2 separate regions of the Arachis hypogaea genome follow, and region 1 is linked to region 2. Evidence: chromatin contacts called from public Hi-C data. All regions are on one chromosome and are shown on one strand. Each heading gives the region's core, a stretch centred on a gene start, on an enhancer-like site or on the middle of the called end of the contact. The rest is flanking DNA. Distances are from core to core; before and after follow the strand shown.

Region 1 (2,700 bases), core at 47-2,546, 49 kb after region 2:
TCTTATGTAGACCTAAATCGTTGTATAATAAAATTTAAAAAAACAAGGTCAATCATTGTAAGATTGTTGACCCAACTAAGTAATTAAGTAACACTTGTATTTATCTTCTACGTGCAAAGGTGAGTAGGGAGTAGGGACCAATCTATTTCTACTAATATATAATAGGATAAAATATTTTTTTAATTTATCAAAAATTTTAAAAATATTTATAAATTTTATTTTGTTTAATTTTTATTTTTAAATTTTTATTTATATCAAATATATTTTTGATCGTTTAAATTTTTAAAAAATTTAAAACTAATCAAACAATATATATGATATTTATATTTAATTTATTTATAATAAAAATTATTTTTATAAAATTATTATTAAATTCATCTTAAATATTTTAAAATATTATTCGTCAGATATATATTTAATATAAATTAAAAATTTTTTAAATAAAATTAAAATAAAATAAAATAAATATTATTTTTAAAATTTTTAACAAATTTTAAGAACAAAAAATATATTTTATCGTTTAAAAAATAATACAAATGTAGTAAGTAGTTCTTTGCTTAATAAATAAAACTCTATTTGCTCGACAAGTGCATACTCCCATTGCATGCCACGTGAACCCACAAATATAATACAGCAAATGAGATTAAAATATTGTTAAATACTTAAATCTACGTAGCAAAACATTTATCCCTAACCTTGATATATAAATTACGTCTAACCTTTATGTGATGTCTTTAGCTGTTTAAGAGTGTTACCTCCTAAAAAGTAGTGTCTGTTTTTAGTTACATACATATAAAGATGGCAGAATATTATGAGGACGCTCCTATCGTGAAAAAAGTATTTTAAGGTTTTTAAAGGATCAGAATAGGTTAAAAATATATATGAAAAACATAGAAATCATTTTGAAATAAGGCAAAAAAAATATAAATTATATCTATAAAAAGTATATATTATCCTTCACACATGTCAACATTACTAATAAAAAAACACTACAAATTTAAATTATTTACTCATTTTTAAAAACAGTTTAATTAAAAAATTTAAAATACTAATGCGCTAATGGGTAACCGGGTAACAAGAACGACGACTATAAAAATTAAAAATAACCACAACCATCTCTATTAATTATTGAATTAATATTTTAACATTGTCCAACTTCAAATTCATAAGGAAACTCATTTTTTAATTCACATTTAATCCATTCTTTGTGACGGGCCGATTCTTTTGGGGTGCCATGAGCTTATCACTGCATGGGCCTTACCGATTCTATACATGTCCAACGCTAGTCCAGTCTGTGATTCCTAGCCCACACAATACCACTCTTTTAAACAGCCGCCACATCATCATTCATTTCCTTAATCACATGGGGCACCTAACGTATTATCAAAAGTTTTGGGGTAAACCTTTTAGATACCACTCTCATGTACAGCACGAATGACAACCACAATCTTAGCATATTCCAAACAGGTCCTCTAAGAACCAGCCTCTACTTTTCCTACAATAGACAACTCCATGTTATGATATGTTAAAGAATGTTAATCCAAATGTTATGCATTTATGGAAAGTTCTAAACAAGTTTAACGAAAAGGACATCAATGACGTAGTTAGTTCTTCAAGATATCAAAACAGGTTTGTACGGATATTATTTGTTCATTTATTAAGATAAATACACTCAGTAATAATAATGTAAAAACATAAATACACTCAGTAATACGTATATTGTTAAAATATTATTTTATTTATAAATAAAAAAATCCATTATAAAAGAAAAAAAATTAAGATCTCATGTTCAAATGGTCATATTCACATCTATACCATTGACGTAATTTATTCTAGACAAACAAAAATAATTATCGATGGTAAAAAAACTCAAAATACAAACTTCGTAAAGTCATTCAATTTGATCGTGAGAATATTCTTATCCAAAATCTTCAATAACATAAAAACTAAAATATGTAAACTTCCCTAATTTTGTGTGTAATTTTTTCATATATTACAATTGTTCCATTAAGTAGAAATCTCATACTAAAGTTTTTATTTTTTTTATTTTTTTATTTTTTGGAGGGGGGAGGGGGAGGGGAGGGGTGGCTAGAGACGGGGTGGTTTTTCATCTAAAATTTGAATCGGGGATATATACATATAACCCCCGAAGCATCTACTACCATTACCAAGAACCGAAGCATCTACTACCAAGAATTTGTGAAAAGTAAAATAGGAGTAAAAATATTTCTAATGATATGGAACAAAACTTTACTATAAAAACAAAAACAAATTTGAGATATCCTCAAGTAGAACCAAACACAGTATAATTACTCAAAGAAACCGAGATTTTGACAATCCTAGAGAAATGTAAGCATTTAGTTATTACTCGTTCTCCTTAGACATAAGGACCTTTATCAAATCATGACTAAAATGTGTTCAGTTTTGGCTGTGAAGTAATAACCTTCAAGCATTCTTGTAGTTGGGAGAGAAGGAAGGCCAAAAAAAAAAAAACAAGGCTGCATAGTGACAAGATTTTTTTTTTTTATTTACTTTATAAGTTTGAGTGACCGGCTTGAACTTTCACCCTATGCCATGAAGTGTTTAATATTCCTCTCAAGTTCCAAATGTCTTCAACCTTTTCAGGTTGGATATTTGCAGCTGAATCTATCTGCAAAATCAGCCAGCAGTATTAGAAACATATATAGAAATTTAAGCAAT
Region 2 (2,700 bases), core at 2-2,501:
GCATCAAACTCGTGTAGCATATAACGAACCATAAGGTAGCATAAGTATAAGGACACGGCTATAAGGCTTCAAGCTGCATCTCACAGCAGATTACAATCCGCGAGGTAACGCATAGGTAGGACATGGCTAAAGCAACAAAAGATCTAATCGCCACTCTCCCCTTCAAAATAATAACTACCAGTGTCCCTGCAAGTCCTAGTATCTGCAACTGGGTGCTTCACTTTCTTGCAAACTGCATTTCCCTGCAAAAAACTTCTTCATCGAAGCTTTCTAAACTAACAAAACATGTTCGGATTTCCGTCTGAAACTCCAAAACCATGGTCAGAGCAAAGCCTTGAGCCCAAACCACGATTTGGGCATTTCCAAACGGAACAGAACATGCCAAATCACTCATCCAAGTTGATTCTCCTAAATTGTTAACCTCTCAACCTTTCACTGTCTCACATATATCCCTATTCTTTATATAAGATTCCCAACTATCTTAACCTGAATAATTTAAACACATATACTTCTTATAAATAAGCCTTTAAAGCTCAAACTTCCCTTAATGTTCCTCTCCTTTCTCAATGTTGAAGGTGCTTATTCCAAACGTAATACCCTATAGAATTACGTCATTGACTATCACTAAAAAATGTCACTCTCCATCTCACTAAGTAAAAGTAATAGCTTCTAAGATCATAAACGAATATCTTAACCGCAGAGCACAACATGGTAGTCAGCTAAATAAAGTTGATCATGTCACAGCCAACACAAGCAACAGCTAAAAATCTAAAATTTCACAGAATTCACGACTCGCATTATTTAGAATCAGAACCTCAAACAGAACAGCATACAAAAATTAGAGAGAGAAAAGAAACACATGCACGTTACCTACAGAAAATAACGCAAATAATACACAAAACAAGTGACAGAGGAGTAAACACAGATGAAATAATTGAAATTCAAGGAATCAGCAACAGAATTTGACAGAAAACAACAACCCCGAACGGCGACGGTGATCGGCGTTAACAATCGATCAACGACGGATTTCTTAAAACTTTTTTTTTCTGTGCTCCAATTCGAACCTTCGAACAAATCGCTTTTTCTCCCCTGATATGAGAAGGATCGAAAATTGAAGCGCTATTTATAGACCTAGTTTTTTCTTTCGAGAGGGTTCGAAATTGACCAATTCTGTACGAAAACGATGAACGTGACAAATAAAAACAAAATTGAAAAATAGAAATTTTGATTTGAAAGCGAACGAAAATGACACGGTATCGTCAGCTAGTGACAGCTATTATATCCATTTTTGTCTGAAATTCCGATTTTGCCCCTGAAAATATCTTATCGGAACGTATGGGACACCATTTATTCTGGTGACGTGTCGCCAGGATTTGCCTCAAATTGCGTGTAGATTCTCTATCTGTGGTCAGACATATTTCTAACTTTCGGACAAAGGAACAGAGTTTACCGTTTACCGACCAGTCATCAGAATAAAGATAAAAGAGGTAACCTGATTTAGTGTTACCATGGTGAGTTGTCTTAAATTATTAAATATTATCTATTTATTTTTTTAATAATTTAAGTATAATGTTAAAGACATTATTGTACTCATTATATTTGAAATGAATTTCAATAAATCATTGTTAATTGTAGTTGCGGCTTGGCAGCGGGGTCATTAGAAGGGAGAAAACTACTAGCTTGAATTTATTTTCGAAGGTGATGGAATGAAATCACATCATCTTTTATACCATGAGTTTGGTTTACTTTGTATACAAGTTAGAATAACTAACTAACTAAACTTGACTACCAACCATTGAATCTAATTACAACTCAAGTCCAATGTTGTTCATGTTTCTTGATTTAGTTAGGGTACCCAAGTCGTCACATGAAGAATCTATACTTAGTCTATCAATCATAAGCCCATAATTTGGAGCAAGAATTTTTAAAAGGGCTAGTTCAATAATGTACGTTCCAATCTGCAAATTACATGGATTGATCTTTAATTTTTGTTTATTTATAGACTTAAATTGTATATGATTAGTCCGACAAATTATATAAATCGTCTCGCTTATTTTTTATTTTTATTTAAAAAATAGACAAAAATTTCGATTTTAGACTAAGAAAATTTTAAAAAATGCCACTTTTTATACTACAAACTTTGAACAAAAAAATTTAGTGAGTAGATTAGGTCTTTAGGTCGGATTAGGATAAATATTGAAGAAAATATTAGATTAAAAAATAAATAAAATAAACAAATTAGTCATCTATTTAATCCGTTATCTTTTAGATTGATTAAGTTTCCTCTATTTAACTCAAAGTTTAAACGGATCTAATTTTAAAAGTAAAATTATGTTCGTTCAAAAAAGATAAATAGACTAACTCATTTTAATGTACTTAAAGATTCACTTCTAATATTTGTTAAGAAAACAATTCGATTTGACTTTAAATAAAGTGACTCCAGCCAATTTTGTTGATTAGTGGTAGGGGATCTTTAAGTAAGATTTCTCAAAGAATCTATGAAAAATGCTTATGTATTCCATAAAAACATAGTAAACATGTTTAAATCGTAAGAATTATTACAGAGAATATGTATTATCATGATTATACTGTAGAGGGCGGTAGGAGTAATTCTTTTTAAAGGATTTTGATTTTGGTGAAGTAATGAGATACATTCATATTTTATTGTCGAATATTCAACTATTCTCATTTGAGCTAAAG

What was found. Hi-C and Micro-C count contacts between places; a contact is called where the count stands out from the background.
Region 1: a Hi-C map of an unstated tissue shows a contact between it and region 2, with 3 times the contacts expected there. The contact joins the enhancer-like site here to the promoter of LOC112755510 in region 2. A contact is called at or near these places in 2 of 8 Hi-C or Micro-C datasets (leaf and an unstated tissue).

The regions. Positions count from the first base shown.
Region 1 is chr16:143,611,350-143,614,049 of arahy.Tifrunner.gnm2.J5K5, forward strand. It overlaps LOC112755511 (sulfite oxidase), which reads right to left. Exons shown (of 13, transcript XM_072221411.1): 13 at 2,290-2,650. The coding sequence ends at 2,534. Among protein-coding and RNA genes, the nearest start is that of LOC112755511, 7.6 kb to the right of the region's middle. Within about 2 kb of position 1,297, at least 3 of the 3 cell types and tissues checked have open chromatin away from gene starts, as enhancers often do.
Region 2 is chr16:143,562,695-143,565,394 of arahy.Tifrunner.gnm2.J5K5, forward strand. It overlaps LOC112755510 (probable E3 ubiquitin-protein ligase RZFP34), which reads right to left and starts at 1,252. Exons shown (of 12, transcript XM_025803658.3): 1 at 1-1,252.